2 separate regions of the Gossypium hirsutum genome follow, and region 1 is linked to region 2. A link is a contact called in public Hi-C data. All regions are on one chromosome and are shown on one strand. Each heading gives the region's core, a stretch centred on a gene start, on an enhancer-like site or on the middle of the called end of the contact. The rest is flanking DNA. Distances are from core to core; before and after follow the strand shown.

Region 1 (7,575 bases), core at 2,404-4,903, 100 kb before region 2:
TATTCGGACTCTTATTTTTCTGAAGTATTTATGTTCGACGCGTATTTAGATATGTACATGGTTATATCCTCCAAATATGTGAGTAAACTTGGAGCAAATTGAATAAACCCATGTCAAACACTCGCTTCAAGTCCAAGTGACATAGCTTAATCATAAAACGTTTAAGATGTGGACTTGAAATGTTATGATTTTGTTATTTCCATTTACGCACTCGATTAATCTCCTCCTTTTATTCCATTTCAGGTTGGAAGGCAGCTTTGCGTTCAAATTGATCCTGAAAATCTGCACCTTCCAACACCTTTGGAAACATTTGGACTGTTTGATGTGCAATTGCGGATGCCAAAATCCATACCGCTCCCAGAAGGAAGGTATAATTGGACGCTTAAAGTTAAAATCCAAGGTAAATAAACGGACAAGAGGAAATAGGAGGTTGACTGAAAAGAGCTTTCAAGCTTGAGGAACCGTCTTCTTTTCGAATTAGCTTGAGAATGGAATGATAGGAATCAAATGTTGGATGATTATTGACCTTTGTTGTCTGATTATGCTATTTACCATCTGTTCCAACTCTTTGTTTTACCAAAAAAGAGTAATAATTTCAAATTTTTAACTAAATCACAATACCGAACTAAACGTGCGCGCGAGACGAATATTTAACGTCTCCAAATTCATCAAAATAACAACTTTTATATCTGTACTTTTAAGTAGACATCCTTAAAAAGATTAATTGTTAGAATCAATTTTTGGGTAAAATCATTTTGAATTCAAGCTGAGTTTATTTGAATCACGGCTATTGTTATCGGGATTTATTCGATTCAACAAATTTACGCGTATAAAACTTCTACGTTCACTCTGCACCACTTGCATCTTATTATTATTTAGTACACTTACAGTCCAATTTCACAAACAAAGCTATATCGATTTTTTTTATTTTAAAAAAAACATATGAATTAAGAAAACTTAATGATTTATTAACCCCAATATGAAATTAAAAAACTTCATTATTAACACACCAAATAAATAGTCATGCATAAAACTTTATGTTACATCTGTATCTAAACTTGTATAATTATATAATGTGAAAATTTATTATAAATTATAAATTATAAATTATATATTTTAATTAAAATATATTTAATAATAATTATGTTAAAATATGATTAAATTATTTATTACTGATAATAATAATCTTATTAAAATTTAAATAACAATAACAATAATCATTTACCAAAATAATTTTATGCTAAGGGTATTCTAGTCATTTTAGTTTTTTCCATTATGCTATTACACCTCTATTCCATTCAACCAAACACAAGATTACTATTACGCCTCTATTCCATTACATTCAACCAAACAGTGGATTAGCTATTACACCTCTAATCCAATACACCTCTAATCCCAATACACCTCTAATCCAATACACCTCTAATCCAATACAGCGAACCAAACGCACCCTTAGTGCTTGCATATAGTTAGTTGACACTATTTTTTTCAGCTTTCCTTTTTTTTTCTTCCCTTTTAGGCTAGTTTTTCTTTTAAAAAAATTAAATTGGTGTTACTTGATACATTGATGACATCAATAAAAAGTTAATTTTGAGCCAAAAAGTGGGGTGGTGTCGCTGGTGTGTTAGGCGATACCAACGAAAACAATAACAAACAACCTTTTTTTTTGTAATTAATTTTCTCTCCACCATATTTTTGTATTTAATTAAAATTTTAATATTATTTTTATAAAACAACCTTAAATTTAAATAAATTTTCTGCTTATGAAGAAAATAGTGTGTCAACTCGAATTGCTTAAATCGTGGTGGTATTCAACAACCTTCTTTTCCAATTAGGTATAACTATATATTTAGTCTTCAACTTTACTTTTTTTATCAATTCAATTCTTATTATTTTTTAAGTTAAATTTGGTCATTAATGTTTTTTAATGAAAATAATAATTAAAACATTAACTTTTTAATGATATTAGTGTGACAATCTGCGTAACAATTTACATATACTTTGTATTCACAAATATGCTTTTCAAAAAAATAATTTTTTTTAAAAGGAAACAAACACAACACACATGTAATAAGCTTTTGTGACAAACGACGACCTTAATTTTCAAATTAATTGACACTAAAAGTTGGTATTTAAGCATCAAACGAATTTTATTGAAATTTATTTCTAACAACAAAATTTGTCCTTGTGATATTTTAATTTTATAATATATTATGTAATTTAATTTTCTGTTTATTAATAGAAATAAAATGATTTGTCCTTAGTATTTTTTTTTTAATTTGTAAATATTTTCATTTCCGAAATTACATGAGGAGCACTAGTATCCCATGCTAAAGACTGTAATATGCTCGGGAAAATTACTAAAATTATATTAACAAAATAAGTTATTACTAAAGTAATATAGATTCAAAATTATTTATCACGTTTACTATAGTAAAAAAGATTGATTTTATGGAGGCCTAAATCAGAATGGAGGTGCCGATTTGAGTCTTAAATACTATGAAATTTTTTATTCATGAGGAGCCCAATCCATGTCAAGTGTGCAGGCCTAGGAAGAGGCCCAGGTCGACACCATCGGTCAAAATTTTCATTTGCTTTTTAGTGTAGCATATACCACTGACCACTTAAAAAAAATTAAATCATTTAATTTTAAACCCCAAACCATCCTTTCTAATCATTTAAACCCCGAGCCATCTTACCTAATCATTAAAACCCAAAACCACCTTACCAACCCTAATAAATTCTTTGTGAACCCCAAACCTCCTATAAATACCTCCAAATCCGAACATTCCCCGCACAAAAGAAAATCACACACTTATGAGCAAAAAATATCATTCCCACACACCCGTAATTCCGAGAATTTCAAAAAAATCCCAAAAAGTCGATACCGACTTGGACCTCCCTTAATGCCTGCACACTTGACACGGATTGGACTTCTCATCAGTCAAAATTTTCATATGATTTTTACTATAGCATATACCACCGACCATTTTAAAAAATAAACCATTTAAATTTCAAACCCCAAACCAGCCCACGTCCCCACCTAATAAATTTCCTAAACCCCAAACCCCTATAAATATCCCCAAATCTAAACATTCCACACACCAAAAAAACAATATATTCATCGGGCCAAAAAATCACCCCCGCACAACCCAAATTTCGAAAATTTCAAAAAGAAAATCCCCCCCAAAAAAAAATTAAATCATTTATTTTAAACCTGAAATCATTCCACCTAACCATTTAAACCCTAAATCATCCACTTAACTCTAATAAATTCCCTAACCCCAACCCTTTATAAATACCCCCGAACCTAAACGTTACACACACCAAAAAAACCATACACTCATCAATAGGAAAAAAAAATCATCCGTAGACATTCACAATTTTGAAAATTTTTGGGGACTTTTTTTTGAAAATTTCAGAATTGTGGGTGTACGGGGATGATTTTTTTTTTTGCTGACGAGTGTGATTTTTTTGGTCTATGAAATGTTTAAGTTTGAGGGAATTTATAGGGGGTTAGGGTTTAGGAAATTTATTAGACTTAGGTGGGGTGATTTTGTTTGGAGTTTAATCGGTTAGGTGGGATGGTCTGGAGTTTAAAATTTAAATGGTTTATTTTTTAAAATGGCCAATGGTACATGCTTCAATAAAAGCTGGATGAAAATTTTTAATGTTGAGGAGTCTTGACTTGGGCCTCCTCCTAGGCCTACACACTTGACACGGATTAGACTCCTTATCAGTCAAAATTTTCATAGTATTTAAGGCCTAAATCGACACCCCTAATTCCTATTTGGGCCTCCATAAAATCATTTTTTACTGTTGGTAAATAATTTTGAACTCATATTATTAACCCCTACATGCTGTCATGCTCCCTATAACTCAGTTCGAGCATATTCCCAATTTTCTAACCAAACCATAAAGTCATCTACCTCAATGATCTCTAACAACACCCCTTACAATTGCAACACTTGTTGACGCCTTAAGAGCACCATCAGTGTTAATTTTCTACCAACCATCTTCCAACACCACCAAACCAATTATTCTGATTTGCGTATTCCGTAAAAAAATAATTTTTTTTTAAAAAAAATCTATTAATCTTTTTACTTTTAATAACACTTTTTTAATACATTATTTATTAAAAACTAAATTTAAAATTTTCAACGCCACCGAACTCTAATTATTATAATTTTTGTGTAAGTTGAATGTAATCAAATAACAACAATTAAAAAAATATAAACTATACAAATGGTCACTTAATTATGTTTGTATTCTTGTTTTGGTCAATAAACTCCAAAAATTTCAGTTTAAACACTAGCGTTTAAATTTATTCCTATTTTGGTCACCTATTGCTTTTTCTAACTATTATAACAACACATTTAGTCCCCAATACTTATTTATTCTATTAATTTGATCCTAATTCTAAACAATTGAATAAATTTAACTCTTCACATTTACAAATTCTATCAATTAATCCTTAAAATTTCTAACCGAAGCTTTTAGTTTTTAAAACAGAGGCATTCCACATCTATTAATTTTTTTTTGTTTATGATTGAAATTATCTAATTCGGTACATAAACCTTTTTGTTTACATTTTTAAGAAGATAGTGTTAGAAATTAACTAAACACCATTAACAATAATAGAAAATACAAATCTTAAAATTGTAATATATATAATCAAATTATATAAATAATTTAATTTTTTAAAATAATTTTTCACTATGACTAGCATACTTTTAGTTTTTAATTAATTTGGTAAATGATTTGACACTAAATTAGATTAGTCGTGATACATATTGTTTATTGTGGATTTAAAAATTAAAAATAAATAGAGCACATAATAATATTTTAATCAGCTTATAGAATTAAAAAAAATCATTATCAATGTAGTAAAAGAAAGTTCAATTAATTCTTTCACATTTCTTCATATTTTTTTCTTAAGTAATTTTTTGATTGAACAATTGGATTTTTCAAAGTCATATTTTCTTTAACTCTAGATTTAATTTTCAATTTCAAGGACCAACTTCTAGAGCTATTTCTATGTACCTTGAAAGAAATATCATATGCTTACTAATAAAAGCAAATCTAAAGTGTTTTTAAAGGTTTTTCCATTTTCTTTAGCTAAAGATTTATCAATCAAAGGGTTATAAAATATTATATTTAGAAGAAAACTAATGAAGAAAGAAAAGGAAATAAAATTTCAAGATAAATTCATTGGTATCATGAATTGGCTCGAAAAATTGCTCGTTAGTTGAGAGAAGTTTTTATTTTTTATTTTTTGTGTTTTACAAATTTATAGATGTGAAATGCCTCTATCTCAAAAGATGAAAGCTTTGATTAGGAAGTTTAAGGATCAAATTGATAGAATTTATAAATTGAAGGGTTAAATTTATTGAATTATTTAGAAGTAGGTTCAAATTGATAAAATATGTAACGATTGAGGACTAAATGTGTCATTATACCAGATATAAAAAGGCTTTGCATTATCAATTTAACGAATTCAAATGTTAGTTCCTAAAATGAAATTTTTTAGAGTTGGGTGACCAAAACAAGAATACGAGTATAATTGAGTGACCATTTGTGCAGTTTACCCTTAAAAATAAGAAAAACAAAATATAAAATAGAAATATATTTATAAAAGTGATTAGGTTTTTATTTAAATTAGTTATATGAAAAGCTAACCACAACTACGTGATATAGTTTTTTTTTTTTGGTCATAGAATTGAATGTTAAGTGTTAGAAAGTCCAAAAGTAAAAGTTTGGTGTGAGTAAGTTTCGAAGTGGGTCCTTTTTAAAGTTTAATGGTTAAGAAAGCAAAGTCGGTTCTTTGTATTGTCTCCTAACCTTATAGCATTTGACTTTTCTTTAATCTAATGCCAAATTGACTTCTCTTATTATATATATATATATTAATATTGGTATTCACCTGTCACAACAAATATTGATTCTCTTATTTTGGGTGCTCTTTAAAGAGATAATCGACTTGTTACAAAATGTGTTCTATTATCATGAGTGGAGATTGAACTCCAACCATATGATCAAGGGGATAAAGTGAGCAATTATTATGCGACACATATTGGTTAAAATATGCTCCATAAATTTCTTTTAGTTTCTCAAAATATCCACTAGAGCAAGCCTAATGATTATTCATTTGTGTTCTGTAGGCTTATTAAAGGGTAGATACTAGCCACAAGTTTCAAAGTTGCTCCATATATAAGGTAGATCTGATCATGGGTCGGGCCGAGCCAATGCAAAATTTTAGGCTCGAGCTCAGCTCAACTTGAAAAATAGGCCTAAAATCCTACCCAAGCCCGACCCAAATTAAAAATGCTAAACCCAAGCTTGACTTGGCTCGCTCGTATTAAAATTTTTTTATATAAAAAATAAATTTATAAAATATAATACATTAAATACACTAAAAACATTAAAATAAATGTTTTCCAACAAATTGGAAATACATTAAAAAAGTTTACTTAAATAACACTAAGATAGTTGCAACTTAGCAAATAAATGTGTCTAAAATAATAGCAAAATTAACAATAAAACAATAATAACAAAATAGTTGCAATATAATAGCATAATGGCAGCAAGAAACAAGTTTAGGTTGATTCAGGCCAGACCGGGTCAAAAAAATCCTACTTGAGGCTCAACCAGTTTAGAAATTTGACCCTTTTTTTTTTGTTCAAGGCCATTTTTTAGGTCTATATTTTTGCCCAAATCCTCTCACTTTTCAATCAAGCCTTCGGGCTTAGGCAGATGAGCCGACCCATAATTAGGTCTAACTCAAGACGATGATTGAACCCTTGACCACTAGTGGTAGGAGAAACTCTTGCCATCTCACCTAACCCCTGTGGTTCTATGCTCCATAAATTTTAATCACCTTAATTACACTATAAATTTTAATTAGTTGAAATATACTACAAGTCCTTATACTTTTTATACATTCGAAATTTAGTCCTACTTTCTAGATATGAAAATTCATATTCAATTGCTAACATTGTTAAAATCTTTATGTTAATTTTTTTAATGTAACATTTTGAAATGGAAGAAATACTCACTTCTTAGCCATGTAATAAAAGGAAGACATTGTAATAAATATGAATTTAACAAACAAGCTTTAATTGTGTCAATAACTGGACTTGCATTTTTAAATTTGAAAAAGATAAAGAGACTAAATTACTTGAAATAAAAATAGAGGAATTAAATTCTAAATATGTGAAAAGTACAATGACCTAGAGCACATTTTAACCATTCTAAATTTAGCTTTTATAAAAATTATTTTATTTATCTTAACAGTTGATATTATTTACATAAAAATATATAAAATTATTTCAATATAAATTAAAAAGATTTTTTTTTGCTGCAATCAAAATATTTAATAAAGCAATAAATTTAAGTATTTTTATTTCTTATTTGTTTTTTATATTTTGTGATGAAGAAAATATATTGCATATATGTTATTATAGTTAATTTTAATTTTTTATCAAATATATTTATAAATATCAACTAAGATCATATTGTTTCAACAAATTTTCTGCTCCTTTGATCATTTGGGCATAACGGGCTTGAAATGCTAAA
Region 2 (7,270 bases), core at 3,230-5,729:
AATTTGCACCGAAATGCTGCACAAAGTCAGAATATCGCAACAAAGCTGCTAGATAAATAGGCTTAAGAGTCTTTCAGACACTTCCTCCAAAAAATCATCAACCCACCCCGATGCAATGCAACATGCATAAAATGCCATGCTATTATGCAATTACAGTTCATACATTCTTATTTCAGAATTCATGCTCAGTACAGAAATCAAACAGGCAGATCACTCACATAGGGGTCTAAGTAATACTTACCGACCTATAGTAGGTCCACAATCGACTCGGGCGACCCGTGTAACCCTATAGAACTTTTTAAAAAAATGGGCTCACACGCCCATGTGGCATGCTCGTGTGGGCCCACACGTCCGTGGGGCCCACACATCCCAAATTGGCATTTTCCGTGTGGATCACACGGCTTGGCCCAAAAATTTCATACGCCGGTGTGGACTATCCGTGTGGGCCCACACGGCCTAATTTAGTTCGGCCCGTGTGTCGCACACGGCCTGCTTCGTCGATCACACGTCTGTGTTACGTCACACGGCCTACCGCACAGGCGACCATACGCCTGTGTGGTGTCGACAGCACCGTTTTTTGACTTTTCACCGATTCTCATTTTTTTGCGATATAGGTACACATCTGTATCGTTTCCAACACGTAAGCACTCCCAAGCACACCAAAGCCTAAAAATCATTGTACACAACCTCGATTTAGCCATTTAAAGATTTAAAACTAACAAATTCGTCGCTAAAGAATTACCTAAAACTTGACTTATCGCCAACAGAGGACCTTGTAACCACTATTCAATCTAAGAACGGTTTTACTACTCCAAGACCTTCGCCTAAACCATCAATTCCAGAAAAATATTTAGATTCTCACTCGAACGACACACAAATACGAGAGAAGGGAAATAATTACCTACCGAAACCGCACCAACGCAATTTCTTGATGCAAGAAATAATAATAAAATGAAAAAGAAAAAGGAAAGGGAGGATTCAATGAGAATTTCGACAAGAGTGAAAGAAAAAAAGAAAAAAAGAAGAAGAAGGAGAACAAAGAATTTCAACAATATACAAAGATGAAACTGAAAAATGTTAGAATTTAGAATTAGGGAGAGAGAACAAATTTTCAGAAAGAGGGTAAAAAATCTGAACTAAATCAGATAACCCCTCAATCTCTCAATCCACTCCCACACTCCCCCACTCCCCCACTCCCCCACTACAACTCAAACACCCAAAAATCGTCCACCACTCTTTCTTCCTATCTAAAATCCCTTAATTTTCTCTCCACATTTCCCACTACACCTTTACCACTTCAGCATTTCAATTATGCTCAAACTCTCCATGGCACCACTAGCAAAAATAATACCCTTGCCATCCTAGAGAATTGAACCCAAAACCTCCCTCACACCAACATTTCACTTAGCTACCAGACCAGCAAGCTAATTCTGATAACTATTTGATGAACTTTTAATTATAATCCTACTAATCAGAGATATGGCTTAATTCATAAAAATACCAAAATTTGCCCAAGGTAAGACTTGAACTTGGGACCTCACACACACACCTAGAACACTTAACCACTAAAGCAGATACACACTTGTGTCACTTTTTCACAAAAATAAAAATATGAAGTTTGGAGCGTTACAACTAGGTATCAACAAGGGATAAGGTAATAATGAGAAGGTGGTGAGGCATAGGAGGCAATTCACCTAATCAAGTGAAAAGTTAGAAAAAATATAAGGGGGTAGAGAAAAGGGTAGTACATTGAAGAAGATTGAGGGTGAGGACTAGTAAGAGGGTCTAGGATTTGATCCTTCGTTCATCATTCTTTAGGGTATTCATAGGACAAGGGTCTCCCACCTAGTAATGTCACGTCGTCGACAATTCTAGAATATGGTGAGCATGTGGTCAACTAGGTGGCAATGTCGTTAAGTTCGACATTGCTTTGATATTCTTCTTCCTGTGGAAGTACGAGGTACTCAATGGTCCCTTGATGGCCCCACTTGAAGATAATAGTGTTCTTGCTAGGAACAGGTGGTCTATCCAATTGGCTATTCACACTATGGCCAGTCAGTTGGTAAGAGGTGGAGGATTGTCCACAAGTTCTTTTTAAGTAGCTTCTAGTGATGCCATGTATTCAAGTTGAGCATGGATTTAACAATTGTCCCCCCATTGAAAGGTAAGTTATAAAATAGCCTATCTTGAGACGATTTGTAATCTTCGTGAGGGGTAAAATAGTAGGTGGTATGATAATGACTGATTTGGAAGACTAAAAGTTGCTCATTATGTGTACTAAGTACGTGTTTGGAGATGAAGGATTACCTTGAAGCTTTCAAAATATTTGCATTTAATGCAAAGCTAAACAGTTATGCATGGGGAGTCAGAGTAATAATGAACAGCAACTCTTCATCCAACACGTGTCCAGGTGTTATTAGCTGTGACTTATTGAGGAGTACAAATGATAAAATGCACTATTTTGAGAGAATCCTATATATTCTCTTCTTCTTCAACCTTGTAATCATTTTTGTCGCAGTTGGTTTTCGAATTTTTCTTTCTAGTTTTCTACTATTGTGTAGGTGGTCCTTAAGTGCTTCTATTTTTTGGGTTTCTTACTCTCTTGATTGTTGTTTTCCTTGGTTTGGGGTTTTTCGCTTAGGATTTCCAGGATAACCCTCATTTTCTTGCCTTTTCTTCTCATTCTCTTTGTCGGTTTGACATTTATGGTTGAACAAGATATAAACCTATTATCGAACTTCCTAGAAGGGTAGTCAGAGATTGATGAGCTTAGAGGGAAAAAAATAACCCTATGGTCAGTGCTTCCTATGAGTGAACCACAAGATGGGGATGAGAAGGTTGTTAATGTGCAAAAGGCTTGTCACGAGGCACCACAAATATAAGTTTAGCATATGGAAGGGTTTCATCCTCTTAGCAGAGTTTCTAGGCCCTATTGTACTTACTTGAATCTGGGATCCACATTCCTTTTCACCCATTTGTCCGTGGCTTGATCAATCTCTAGGTGTGGCACTCGGATAGACCACCTTCTACCTCGCCACCCACTATTAAACCACCTGCTCTTGGTAGGAATGCTCTTATCTCTAAGTGAGACCACTAAAGCATAACTACCCTGTATTACCTCAATAAGGAGAATGTCAGAGCAATGTCTTGCTTGATGACAACCATTTTATAACAACCTTGCCACTTGCTCGACCACATACTCACCATGTCCCAGAATTGTTAGCAATGTGGCATTATTAGGTGGGAGACCTTTCTCCTATAAATACCCTAAAGAGCGATGAATAAAGGATCAGATCTTAAACCCTCTTACTAGTCCTCAACCTCAGTCTTCTTCAGCATAATACCCATTTTCTACCTTTTGTACTTTTCTGGCTCTCCATTTTATTAGGTGAATTGACCTCCTATATACCACTACCTTCTCCTCATTATCTTCTTCATTGTTGATACCCATTATCAATAAATTTCGTACATGTATTGTTATTATTATTAGTTTCAAATATTATATTTTATTATTTATTGTATTTTAATTAAGAGCCATGATAAAAAGGATAAGTTTGAAGGGGAATAGAAAAAGAAAAAAAAGGTAAAATTTTGTAGAAGGGAAATAAAATTTGAAATAAAAAATTTGTAGAAGGGAGATAAAATTAAAAAAAAAAAGAAGAGGCATAAAAGAAGGTTACATACAATTTTTTACCATAAGTTTTTTAAATTGTAACTAAAAAAGCATCCAGTTGCACTTTGTTTCAACTATTGTTCAAACATATAACTTGGTTGGCTGTACAATGGTTTTGTTTTAACAAAAATTGGAATAGAATCGAAAGGAACAAAATAAATGCAAAACATGGCAAGGAGTAAAGTAAGGAGATAATTAACATACAATATTTGTTAACGCAGTTTCTGATTCTACTTTGTGGAGCCTCGCTTAGTAAATGATTTTATTCAATAATCATCTGAATCACCTATTGGCTTAAGTCTAATCTACCCATACACAAATATGTAATTGTAGCACCAACTCCAACCCCAATTATTACAAATGGATCACCCAAATACCTCACAATGCAATAGAAAACCTATCCAAATAATACCTAAAAAAGTATCCACCAACAATGCGATACAAACAACCTATTATAAGTCTTTTCAAGTGATCACCAACAATATTCTAGTAAGCTTTAAACATAAGGTTAAAGATAATATAAGTATCCACCAAAGTTTAAACTCCTCTCTTTCCTTTTCAAGATTAATTTAACAGAGGATGATCATTAGCTATTGAAAGTTAAATATGCAAACACTCAAAATTTTAATTGCTAAAAAAAAAAATTGTTCTAACATGAAATGAGACAAGGAAGTTTAAATTTCCAATTTTATCTAAGGTGAAGTAAATTTTATTTTGTAGTAAATTTAAGCACCAGGCCTTGAATGAGCAACCTTATTTGAAAAAGTTGAAATCATTGACTAAATTAGTTTATTGGTTTTGGAAGTATAAGCCAATTAATTATTCAAGAGTGGCAATAAACAATACCATGCAGTCCATGCTACTATAAACTTACAGAAATCTAACCTATTGAATGTGAAATTAAATTGACAATATTTAATTTCAAATTTAGCTACTTGTTGAGCAGGTTCAAGTATAAGTTTGGCGATGGTGTGGGTTCTTCAAACCTGGGTTACTCCTCAATTTGCATCCAGAGATTTGTGAATGTGATGGCTCCGTACTCATCCCAAAGACTTTTCAGGTTGGTGTAGTTTAAACAACTTATTATTCCTTTTTTTATTGCGTGTTGACCATGTCCTCTTTTAGATCATCCCAACCCAAACTTTCTCTTCACCAATAAGGCATTATGGTGAAGAAAGATCGTCACTTTGCTTTACATGATCCACACTTCCGTCATTTTGGTCTGAATCGCCGTCTTGGAATGGCTGATTGATGTTCACACTATTTCTGACCCACTAATTTGTAGGGCCAACAACTGAACGACGCCGTCTCTGACCTTCTTTGCACTTCATCTTCCTCCTTGCATCCTTTGCCTTCCTTGATAGTTAAATGTAACCATCACTTAAATTTTACAGTCAGTCATCCGTGTTTTATACTCTTTTACAATGTCATCCAAAAAATCCAAAATATCCACCACGTGTCTTCTCAATCAACCTCCACAACTTCCATGGTCGCTAATGCCTGCCTTTCCTCTGTTGGGGTCCCACTTTCTCTCCAATCCCAGAGGAGATCCCTTCGAATCTTCTTCTTTCTCCTTGCTTCTCATATCTGCTTTCCTTTCCTTTCCCCTTACTACAAAACCAAAACCAAACAAAAGAGAAAATAAAATTCATAGTAAAGGGAAATGAGAGCTTTGAATTCGAGATTTGTTCTTATTGACATCACCAACAACGCCGCTTCATGGCGCTACCGTCAGAGGCATTCCCACTTCATCACGTCCGCGCGCGGCGGAGCTCATCAAAGACCATATATGCCGCCTTTGAAGCAATCTCAAGCCTCTGTTCTCCGGACCCCACAGATCCGTAAACCCTCCGATCGAACTACGTCCTCCAATGGGTCGTCGTTGGATTGCCCGAACCCAGCTTCGACTTCCCGGATGGAGTCATGTACGGAGCTCGATTTGTTCCTCGAGATGTTGCCGTCGAGGATGAGGAGTGAGCTTAACGGGCATGAAGAGATTGGGGAGTTGATTGAGGTGGTTATGGATTTGGGGAGGAAACCTCTCGCTAGGTTTCCTTCGGGGGATTGGGTTATTTCGGAACAACCTGTTAAGCATGAAGATTTAAAGCATGCAACATCTAAGGTAATTTTAAGTGAATTACTCATGATCACGTTGAATTTTTTTTCCATAGGTTTTTAATGATGATTGGTCAACCAATTAGATTAAGCTTTGGGTATGATTTTTTGTTTTATGTTTAACAAAGATGAGATTTTGGTAAAAATTTTGACTTTAAGTGATGCCTTTACGTCAGAACTTTATAGCAGTATAGTGTTGACCGGAGCCCCAGTGATCCTTATTATGGGGTTTAGGGTATTTTAATATTATATTGCAAAAAGTGTTTTCTTTTTGATGGTGATAAAATGAACTTTAATAGAAAGCTAATATAATGCTGTTGTATGATGATATAATAATTTATATTTTGTATGATGAGTACAATGTCTGTTGTATGATGATAATGATTTATATTTTAATATTAATTGTATCTTTGATTGTTGAAAATGAGATTTTTGTGGGTGGATGAGTTCTGGAATGAATTTGCTTGTTTTTGGCAAATATTAAGTGAACTGAAATTACTTTTTTTGCTCTAGGTTGGTGACTTTTCAGATGACAACCGTTCGGGTATTGATAGATCTTTACATCGCATTAGTGCTATTAGAAACCGTAAATTGCAAATTATTGGCCTCACTTGCCGTGTGGGTCGAGCTGTGTCTGGAAGTGCTGAGATTATCCGTGACTTGATCGAAGGAGGAGGTTCCATCCTCGTCATAGGTCCTCCAGGAGTTGGTAAAACAACCTTAATCAGGTACTTACCTGCGTACCGTTTACAAATCACTGTACTGATTTGAAGTTTGAATGATCTCTATGTTGTCGCTGAATGTCCTTTTACTTAAAATAATTACTGTGTGATTTTCTCTTCAGCTTTTAAAAAGAAGATTAGTTTTAATTGTGTGCTTCGTGTTGTAATTTGTTTAGATTAGATAACCTCTCTTTTGATACCTTTAATAATCTAAATGTTGTCTGATGTCACACCGGTTTCATTGACTGACTGTTTGAGTTTCCTGAAACTTATTGGGTTCAATCTGTTCAGATATCTCTGTGTAGGCATTTGACATAAAACTGTATTAGTTTTTGTGGTACAGTTGGCATATGACAAAATCTTTGTTTCTTTTTGCAGAGAAATAGCTAGAATGTTGGCAGATGAACACATGAAACGTGTTGTCATTGTAGATACATCAAATGAGATTGGCGGTGATGGAGATGTCCCCCATGAAGGAATAGGGCGTGCAAGGAGAATGCAAGTTCCAAATGTAAATATGCAGCATAATGTGAGTGTTTTTTTTCTCATTGCAAAATGTCAAAGGACTTATTCTTGAGGTTGCAGTTTGCTAAATTATCTTGGGTTCGATTACCTTGCAGGTTATGATTGAGGCAGTTGAGAACCATATGCCAGAAACCATCATAATTGATGAGATTGGTACAGAGCTCGAAGCATTAGCTGCCAGCACTATTGCTCAACGAGGAGTTCAGTTGGTTGGCACGGCCCATGGAATGACCAT

What was found. Hi-C and Micro-C count contacts between places; a contact is called where the count stands out from the background.
Region 1: a Hi-C map of leaf shows a contact between it and region 2, with 2.7 times the contacts expected there. The contact joins the enhancer-like site here to the promoter of LOC107939273 in region 2. A contact is called at or near these places in 7 of 34 Hi-C or Micro-C datasets (callus and leaf).

What each region holds. Positions count from the first base shown.
Region 1 is chrA10:110,359,314-110,366,888 of Gossypium_hirsutum_v2.1, reverse strand. LOC121207699 (50S ribosomal protein L9) reads left to right here. Exons shown (of 5, transcript XM_041078069.1): 5 at 244-612. The coding sequence ends at 408. Among protein-coding and RNA genes, the nearest start is that of LOC121207699, 6.1 kb to the left of the region's middle. Within about 2 kb of position 3,653, at least 4 of the 9 cell types and tissues checked have an H3K27ac peak or open chromatin away from gene starts, as enhancers often do. A contact at or near this core is called in leaf, where this site is marked.
Region 2 is chrA10:110,257,348-110,264,617 of Gossypium_hirsutum_v2.1, reverse strand. It overlaps LOC107939273 (protein SEEDLING PLASTID DEVELOPMENT 1), which reads left to right and starts at 4,479. Exons shown (of 9, transcript XM_016872576.2): 1 at 4,479-5,795; 2 at 6,302-6,516; 3 at 6,889-7,039; 4 at 7,131-7,270. The coding sequence starts at 5,337.